Regions from separate parts of the Xenopus laevis genome. Here region 2 is linked to region 1. A link is a contact called in public Hi-C data. All regions are on one chromosome and are shown on one strand. Each heading gives the region's core, a stretch centred on a gene start, on an enhancer-like site or on the middle of the called end of the contact. The rest is flanking DNA. Distances are from core to core; before and after follow the strand shown. Region 1 has its middle 4.2 kb from the start of ubxn8.L. Region 2 holds the start of ppp2cb.L (protein phosphatase 2, catalytic subunit, beta isozyme L homeolog).

Region 1 (5,116 bases), core at 784-3,283:
TATTTGTATGTAGTCACTGGTATACCAGTACCCATTGACTTTCATGGCTCCTCAGCACTTATCTAAGCTTTGTCTTCTTAAATGCCATTTTCACCATTTATATCTGTATATATGCAGAAGTCATTGGGGCATAGAGGGTATCATATTTCACTATGAAGGTTGCCAGGTAAATGAATGCAAAAAATCAAAATATGTTCATTGATTGTACAGAGTAGGTGTTTAAATGCACAAGTTCAATGGAGACACAAACAGAAAAACAAGTATGTCTTATGTTATATGTGTATATGCAACATTAATTGCTGTGTAAACCTGGCCATAGACGCAAAGATCCAATCGTACGAATCCTCGATTCGTATGATTTTCGGATCATGTGTGGAGCGTCCCTTCATTTATATTGCCATGCCGATCGGTCGTTCGGTCGATTAGGCCAGGTTAAAAGATTTCTGTCGGCTGACGATCATATCTCTGCATGTATCTGACGATCTTCAGTGGGAGACTGTCACTGTCAGCTTTGTCGGGCAAAAACTTTCCTACGATTGCTGTGGGGCAGAACATCGGCTGAACTGTTCTTTACTGCTTTGTGGCAGGTCGGGAGATGAGGACGTACGATCGTTCGTCCGATATTGCAGGGAAATCTTTGCGTCTATGGCAACTTAAAACTAAATTTAGGGTCACTTGCAATTTTGAACTTAGACTGTACACAGCATTAGAACAGTCACTGATTGAACTCCTGTTGTACACAGATCTAGCACTGACAATGGTTTCTGCAAGAGGTGTAAGGAGTTATTCAACACAAAGACAGTACCTTAATTTAGGGTCAGGTTTCATGTCACACTATGTGGCCTGACTGAATCCAGACCCCTGGACTAGTTACAACCCATTCTAATTCATTTTATTATCTGTACAATTTAATTCTGTCTATCTGTAACTTCCTAATTTATTGCCCATGAATACCTTTCTCTGATCTAACAGTATATATGCTGTGCCTTTCCAGCTTGTTAGCCAATATAGGTATGACTTTTACAGTAGTCTTCGTATTTGTTTGTTTTTTTATTTGTTATTTTTGCTACTGGCTAAAACGGTACTACAGTTTTTGTTTTGTGCGCTAAGAGGGTAATTTCTTGGTAGCAGATGTTAGAGCATGGGCACATGCTCACATCAGCTTAGATACTAGGAACTCCCATTCATTTCTATTTACATTTTGTCATCACTTACCAGTTGAGGGGGAACATATCATAGGGTTACCAGATCACATGAAAATTCAGGGAAACATCTAGCCAAAGGAGTTGCCTAATTGCAATTTAATGTAAAAGCAATCAGTACAGCCCTGTAGCATGAATTTATTAGACATGTCCCTGGAATTTGATCTGGTAACCCTAACATACCAGTAAATCCAAGCAGAGTTAGTAAAACAGAAAGCTATACCAGTGATCTGTTTTACTGAAGCTGCTGTTATTCAGTTACAGTTCCTATATTCCCAAATGTTAAAATATCCAACAGTAGCTGGGCTGCTTCACAGCAGATTTAACATCAGTGTGCTATACTAATAATTTTTAAACAATTGGAAATAACTGTTTAATGCATGCTGTCAGACATGGGTGCAAAGGGGGTCCTGCACTTTTTTCACTTACAACTTTGTTTTTACAAGAAATCAACATACATACATTTCTTTGGGTTTCTCATATTGCCCCTCATTATATAGAATCTGAATAACATTTTGATGCATGCAAAGCAACATCTAGAGCCATAACAGTAGGATGCATTAACTTGTTGGTACTGTGTAATCAGGGGAGGATTAATGCACAGGCTCCCATAGGCTATAACCTAGGGGCCCATCTAGCTTTTTTCCAATTATTATTTTCTTTTAATATATATTTTTATTTGCGCTGCAGGATCAGGTCAGGTGCACGTGCTGGGAGAAAAAGGCAGCCAAGGTGTGTGCATGCTCCTGTGTGCGTAGATTCAGCCACATCACTGGTGCGTGCCAAACCGGCATAGAGAGCTCAGGTGCACCCATGCCTGGATCTGCACTCATCCGGGCCCAGCTGTAGCCTAGAAAGGGGCCCTGTGTGAATGAATCCTAGAGGCCCCACATGTCATTAATCTGCTACTGTGTGTAATATAGAAGCTGTTTCTCCATATAGTACTGTTCACTGTCTGGTTCCTGTAAGTGGGAAAGTGCTACTTAGGGAGTGTAACTACAGACAAACAAACAGATATGTATTCCAGCTGTTTTGTAAATGGACAGGGGAATTTAGCAAAGTTAACAGTGGGACATTAAATACAGATATGTTGAAAGGTTCCGTTGTCTGTGAAACTTGGCTTTTTCTATAACTAAACTGAACATTTCAGAGCTATGAATCATGAGTAGCTATTTTCTTATTAGCTTATCTGTGCAGTTATCCCAGTCCCACTCACCACCTGCTACACTGTTAGCTGCTGCTGAATCTGCTTCTCTGCACTAGAGAGTGGGTAACAGGAAAAATCATGATAGAAGTAAAATCGAACCTCTATTCTGTCGGGCACTTTTGCGCCTCTGCCCTGTACTAAAGGTCTGTATAAAACAGACAAACAAACAAACTTCATACCCACACACCCTCCCATTAAATATCATCATAGGTGCTGACATTTACCAGCTTTTACAAACATCTACAGGATTGCACTATTCCCATTTGTTATCCTAAAAAAAACCTTACAACATTTCACAAGCTGAATTATCCAGCATAAATACTTAAATACAAAATGAATTCAACAAGAAATGGAGATAGAATTAAATACTTATAATATCAGTTTATTGATACAAAATACTACCACCCAGACACTACAACTTATAACTTCAAACATTGCACTTTTTTATTTTTATACATAGCATCTTAAAGGGAGCATTGCAGGTCTCCCCATACATGGCTTATAATATACAGTATAGTGGGGCATTTACACTGCTCATTTACAAAAAAATTTCAGATCCAAAAACCTCAAGTTCAACTCCTCATCAGATTAACAATAATGAAATAGTATTTCAACTTCTTTGCTGACCATAAGTCCTCCTATTTTTAGTATTTCAACTTCTCTGCTGACCATAAGTCCTCCTATTTTGACCATTGTCAAAAAAGGAGAATTCCTATCATCCATCAACGTAATTCTCTTTACCTGGAGTTCCTCTGTGGCAGCAACTAATGGGTTAATCTCCTTATCATGAGAATGAAAAGGCTTAACAAGTGACCAATTATAAAAGACTTAATAACCCTCTCCATCCCCTCAGTGCCGTTTCTGAGGCGGCCCCTGCAATGCCGCTCCCGCTCACCCGCTTACCTGTCCAGGGGGGAGTGCGGAGAGCGTAATTGCGCTCTCTCACACTAAAGAAATGGAAATTCGGCTCTTCCATATTAATTTAATATGGAATCCCCACAAGAGCGGCCAAGCAGGAGCCACAACCCAGGGAGCCCTTACAACCTACCTAAAGGACCAACCAGTCAAGAACGCAAGACAGCCAGAAGCAGCAACCCAAATTGTTCCCTCTTGGCGTCCTTTAAAACCTACGGAATGGAACGCACTGGGTGCCTCTGGAACGCAAAGTGGTGAACAAGCCCCACACTTCCCCCCACTGCGAACATGCCTACTTTCTTATCTCATTGCAAAATAGGAATGGATAAGAGGAGGGGGAAGACCCAATTGCAGAGGCTTCACCAAAGTGGGAAAAAAATGCCACAATGACCCAGGAGAGAACAAAATAAAAAAACGATCCAAACTCAGGGGACAGGAAAAAAAAGACAGTGTATGGTGGGATGGAGAGGGTTCTTAAGTCTTCTATAATTGGTCACTTGTTAAGCATGTCCATTTTCATGAGATTAACACATTAGTTGCTGCCAACTAATAGAGATTATTTTACACCACCTCACAACTGGTATAATTTGACATAGTAGGGCTGAAGAGAAAGTCTTAAAGGGGTTGTTCACCTTTTTTCAATTCAGTTGTTTTTAGATTGTTCCCCAGAAATAAAGACTTTTTCCAATTACTTTCCATTATTTATTTTTTTACTGTTTTTCCAAAATCTAAGTTTAAAGTTGAATGTTCGTGTCTCTGGTGTTTGAGTCTGGCAGCTCAGTAATTCAGGTGCAGACTCTGAACTGTTACAATTTTGCAACATTTAGTTGATACAATTGGTTGATTCTCAGCAGCATATCTGGGGTATTAGCAACTATTGTATATGTTCTAACAGCTGCCTGTAATGAAACCCAGAGATTCTGCTCAGCAGGGACAAAAATAAGAAATGTATCAACTAAATGTATCCATTTAGAACAGTTTACAGGGTCGGCGACCCCCCTCCCAGGGCTGCTTCAGAAGGTAAAAAAAAGACACTTGACACTTCAATATTAGAAAAACGGTCACACATAGAAAATAGAAAGTCATTGGAAAAAGTCATTATTTCTGGTGATCTATCTGAAAACACCTAGTTGTTTGAAGGTGAACCACCCCTTTAAGCCAAGAAGCCATTTATCCAGATGTGTAATCCAGAATGCTCAGAACCTGAGGTATTCCGGATAAGGGGTATTTCCGTAATTTGGATCTTTATACCTTAAGTCTACTATAAAAATCATTTAAACATTAATAAACCCAAAAGGAATTGTTTTGCCTCCAATAAGGATTAATTATATATTGGTTCAGATCAAGTACAAGGTACAGTTTTTTATACATTAAATTATTATTACATTAAACATTTGAATTATTTGATTAAAATGAAGTCTATGCGAGATGGCCTTCCTGTAATTTGAAGCTTTCTGAATAATGGGGTTCTGCATAATGGATCCCATATCTTTATTTGGATGGTAAATAGACAGCTGGAGTGCAGGGCTCGGCACCTGAGCCACTCTGCTTGTTTTTTGAGCTGACACCATCGGCCTTATTATATATGTTAAAAGATCAAAGTAGCTCAGCAAGTAGCAAGTGGCACATGATACCTTCGCATTTTTGGTACATGTTGAGGTGGATTTTGGTAGTTTCTGTAAGTTTCTCATTTAATTGGCAAAATTCTGAGGAATATAACATACTGGTGTCTGTTTTGCTGTAGTAAACAGCATATTTTATAGACTGGACAAAAGGAATTACAGAAATTGTG
Region 2 (5,116 bases), core at 1,042-3,541, 54 kb after region 1:
TCACAAAAAGTATCCACTCTATCACATAACCATCTAATATGTAGTCTGATTCAGTATATAATGGAAACCCATATGGGTGAGCATGAGGCAGATAAAAGCAGTTAACCAAAAGAGATCTTGCTAAAATATTAAAGACACAACTCCGAGGTTATCCACACACCTATGTTGAAGGATGCTGTTAATTGTAGCCCAGCATAGTAGCCAAGTGAACTCAATGTTAAGAGCAGATCACCTTAAAATTGAGTTCACATGTGGTGTAAATGGTAGCATTATATAACAATAATTAGTCTTGATTTTTATGTTTTTTTTAGTTACACTTATTTTTTTCCTGAAGCTTGGAATTTCAATTGAAATGCAGATGGCAAGGCTTAATTAGCCTAGCAACCAGACAGCACAGAGAAAGTCAAATTGAATATGAACAGGAGAGTGTCTGAATAGAAATATATGCAATGAAACTAAGAATAGCATTACATTTGAGACCTTAGCGTTGATCTGTTCAAAGGTTGCTGGGGTCAGCAATGCTAACAATCAAGCTGTATATTCAGTTGAAGACTTGAGGGGGAAAAGTGCCGATAAATCAAAAGCTATAGAATTAAAAACAAAATAAGACAACCAAACGAACATCTGCTCAAACTAATGGTGTTCGGCCCTTTTATGAAGGAAGAGGTAGTCCTCCCACTCCCATTCACCTGTTACTAATACAACAAATGTAAAGTGCCCTATTGAATGCACATAGAGAGATGGCTTTGCACACAAGTCCACCTGTAATCACAGCAAGTCACTTTATATTCAATAGCATTAGCAGCGGGGAAATATGAACATGGACATTTTGTAGCTGTTGTTTTCTATTGCCATTCAACAGACAAAGCCACCAGAGTGCCACTGGCCTTGATATAAGTTCACCTGTAAGTATGAATGGGAATGATTAAAGGCACTCATGAAAAATAAATTTATATTTGTACCTTTAAATGTCATTTAGCTGCAGGGGTCATTAACTGCAGTGCTTTTCCTCATATGTACAAGGAAACCCTTGTATGGTAGTAAAAAAAAAAACTAATAGCAGGTGAAAAGCTTGCTCCAGTTTTGGTAACCCATAACAACCATCATCTGTTAATGTATACGTCTTTAGTGTTTTGAGAACAAACAGTTGATTGGGTATTACTGGTGAAAAGATGATGTAGCAAACTCTGTGTCTGTTATTACATGACTCATTTATTGATCCATAACTTAGGAGTAATAGTTTTCAGAGACAGTAGTGGTACATTGTTACTGGAATGTAACTTCTTGGGAGAATTCAAGAGAAATGCCGAGAGAATTTTTTTAAAAAATAAGCAAGGCCCACGGGTTTAACTGGTAAATGAAAGGCACCCCTTTAACCAAAAAATCTCAGTATGAAAAGTATTTAGCTACAATATAAAATTCTGAATAATAAGTATTTTGAAAACAAAAAACACCACACTCATTACATTCTCACATCAAATAATTACTAATACCACACAGAAACATACCAGATATTATTCCATATACTTGGGAGCTATGTATTCTACAGGCCTGATATACATAAACAAATAGTTAAAAAAAAAAAAAAAAGAAAGGCCTGGGTGTTAGAAAGTGGGACCAACAGTTGCCAACCAAAAGGGAACAAAACACAATATTCATGAACGGTAAACAGTAAATTCCATATATACATGTATAGAAGTCTAATGTCTGTGTGGACATGATCTAGATTTCCTACATAAGCAAATGCCCTCATCAGCGTCTGTATGTTCCTTCGGGAAGTGATGAATGTTACGCTGTGAGCGCCGCTATACACCTATGTGCGTGTATGTGGAGTGTTTACAGACGTTGTTGCACAGGGCCGGTCTCACCTTTTCACACAGGGTGCGCACTTGGCTCTCGTTGAGTTGCTTGCAGTCATTCAGCTGCTCGATCCACTGGTCCAGCTCTTTAGTAAACGTCTTGTCCTCCATACCAGAACCTTCCCGACAACCACACTATCCCACAGCAACACAAGCTACAAACACACACAGAATTTCGCACTGTGCCGATCAGTGTGTTCCCCCTCCTCTCTGCCCCACTCCTGTCACACATTCACTGGCACGGCCTACGCCTCCCGTCCCTCAACTTCGTGCGAGGCCACGGCTGGAGATGACCGGACTCCAAAATTCACGTATTAATAAGGCGAATGTTAAGCTGTTGCCTGTCAAAGGAGGAGGCCGAAACGCGACTATGTCGTTCTACCTTTCCTCCTCCTCATTCAATTTCACCCCCTTACTTTCGGGAGCGCGTCTGAGAGGGGGTGGAGCCGATAAAGTGCACAGAGACAACGAATGGGAGACAGAAATGGACGTGCGCGACTCAAGGCATATCCTGCACAGCGACAGAGCGTGCCCGCGCCCGCAAACTACATCAAGCGTGCACGGAGACACGCAGCGACGCATTGGTAGGTGGAGTACCACACGCATGCTCGCTAAAGCCCCCACCTGCGTAGAACTGTTTTTTTTTCTTTCAAAGATCTTTATTTGAGGTGTTGTGTGTACAGTGATGGGTGGAGAAGAGTATTAACGACAGTGACCGAAAATAGGGAAACACAGTACCTATTAAAATCACATTTGGCACCCGTTGCTGTAAAACTGTAAAGTAGTTCTTGTACATGTGTATTCGACTTCGCATCTATAAATATATAGCTATGATTAAATATGCATTCATATCAAGCTTTCTAAAAGTAATTTTTAACGTTTAGTATGTTATCCAATGGCTAATTCTAAGTAACTTTTCTATTGGCCTTCATTTTTTGTTATTTATAGTTTTTGAATTACTTGCCTTCTGACTCTTCACAGCTTTCAAATGGGGGTCACTGACCCCATCTAAAAATATAAATCTCTATAAGGCTACACATTTATTGTTATTGCTATTTTTTATTACCTTCCATTTCTGTTCAGGTCCTCTCCTATCAATATCACGTATGGTTGCTAGGGTAATTTGAACCCTATCAACCAGATTGCTTTAAATAGCATTCTAGAGAACTGTTGAATGGAAATATAAATAACTCAAAAACCACAAATAATAAAAAATGAAAAACAATTGCAAATTGTCTCGGAATATTACCCTCTTCAACAGCGGTCCCCAACCAGTGGCTCGTGAGCAACATGTTGTTCTCCGACCCCTTGGATGTTGCTACTAGTCGCCTCAAAGCAGGTGCTTATATTTTATTTACTGGCTTGAAGGAAAGCTTTAGTTGCATAAAAAACAGGTGTACTGCCAAGCAAAGCCTCCTGTTGGCTGCATGTCCACAAATGGAATACCAATTGCCAATCCAATCCCATACTTTGCACTCCTAGGAAGTTTTTGCATGATTATGTTGCTCTCCAAGTTTTCCACATTTAAATGTGGCTCACGGTAAAAAAAAAAAAAAAGGTTGGGGACCCCTGCTCTACATCATACTAAAATTTAATTTAAAGGTGACCAACCCTCTTTAAAGGGCACATATCACAGTACAGAAGTTACCCCTGGTAATAGCTATGCCTCCTGTAATAGGAGTGAGCTCCTGGTGCAGGCACACACATGCGCATAATGAGTAGCAGCTTGCTCTTTATATGCACACGTGTGACATAGGATTGGGGGTCATTCTACCGAACCCATGACATGTTTATATTGATGAAGCCGGTATGCTGTTTTATTATTTCAGATTATAGACAGCACCAATCGCAGATGTCTTTTCTTAAAATGCCTTTATTAAGACATGGTCTATGACCCATGCACTGGGGATCTGCACGTCCCCAGTGCTCCGCATAGAGTGGCTGGGCGGCATGCTGTCCCCAATAATTTGCCGCCCTAGTCCCGGGCCTTTGTGGTCTTGCCACAAATCAGGGCCTCGTCCCATAATATTTTCTTTGAGATAAATCAAGAATTCTTTAAATGTAACAAATTGGTCCTTCATAGTAGCGGTAGCATTCTATGAGTCTTTCAATATTCTGCTCAGCTGTAAAAGAGAATAAAATATTGTGTATGTAGATTCCCCCTGGAGCCCCCAACTTGGATGGATTCTGTTCACAATCTAGTCTTTTCACTGGCACCCTGGCGTTAAAGGAACAGTAACATCAAAAAATTCAAGTGTTTTAAAGTAATACAAATTTAATGCAGTGTTGCTATGCACTGGTAAAACTGTCGTGTTTGCTTCAGAAACACTACTATTTTTTATATAAATAAGCTGCTGTGTAGCAATGGGAGATGCCATTCAAAGGAGAAAAAGCTCAGGTTACACAGCAGATAGCAGATAAACTCTGTAGAACATAATAGTTATCTGTTATTCACTATTTAACCTGTGCCATATAGCCTTTTTTCAATTTCCACCATTGATACACAGCAGCTTGTTTATATGAACTATGGTAGTGTTTCTGAAGCAAACAGACCAGTTTTACTAGTACTAGGCAGCATTACATGATATTTTCATTACTTTAAAACGCTTTATTTTTTTGTTGTTACCGTTACTTTAAGGCAGAGCCACCTTCTTGGCTCTAAGAGCAGTTCTTTGTTTTTCTGTGCTCTCCCACCAGTAACTCCCTTTTATTCCCATATGTTCTCATACATTCCCAAAAAACTCTGCGATTCCTTTGTTTCTGACTCCTTGTGAGTTTAGAATCCATGGAGCTCATATTAAAAAAAACTTTGTATTTTACCTTAAGTGGTCTCCAGTAACTTAATTTCCACAACAGCTCCTATACTATAAAATAGTGATGTGCAGGCCGACCCGATACCTGCAGGTATACCGCATACAGGTTGGCTTTGGGCCGACACAAACAATGAATTCTGACTGCAGATGGGTTTGGGCTGAGCTCTTCCTGCTGTCCATCCAGCCTTTGACCTAAGTATGTGCTGCTTCTGCTTCTGGTGGCGCCTATTTATAGATGCACGCTTCCCTTCCCCACCCCATTTGTGACATCAGAGATAGGGCAGGTCAGGCATGACCCATCTGTTTAAAGAGGCCTATTCGATGTACCTTAATTAATCATTGCTGTATGAAAAATGACAGTGTTTATACAATCCTAATGTATCAATTGTACCCTAACCTTTTAGTTTGTAAACCCTATTGTACTCTGTAATCCTTGTCTGTTAT

The links. Hi-C and Micro-C count contacts between places; a contact is called where the count stands out from the background.
Region 2: a contact with region 1 is called in a Hi-C map of the XTC cell line, with 2.3 times the contacts expected there. The contact joins the promoter of ppp2cb.L here to the enhancer-like site in region 1. A contact is called at or near these places in 2 of 4 Hi-C or Micro-C datasets (the XL177 cell line and the XTC cell line).

The regions. Positions count from the first base shown.
Region 1 is chr1L:105,799,953-105,805,068 of Xenopus_laevis_v10.1, forward strand. No RefSeq gene overlaps it. Among protein-coding and RNA genes, the nearest start is that of ubxn8.L, 4.2 kb to the right of the region's middle. Within about 2 kb of position 2,034, at least 1 of the 7 cell types and tissues checked has an H3K27ac peak or open chromatin away from gene starts, as enhancers often do.
Region 2 is chr1L:105,854,076-105,859,191 of Xenopus_laevis_v10.1, forward strand. It overlaps ppp2cb.L (protein phosphatase 2, catalytic subunit, beta isozyme L homeolog), which reads right to left and starts at 2,292. Exons shown (of 7, transcript NM_001090693.1): 1 at 1,869-2,292. The coding sequence starts at 1,970.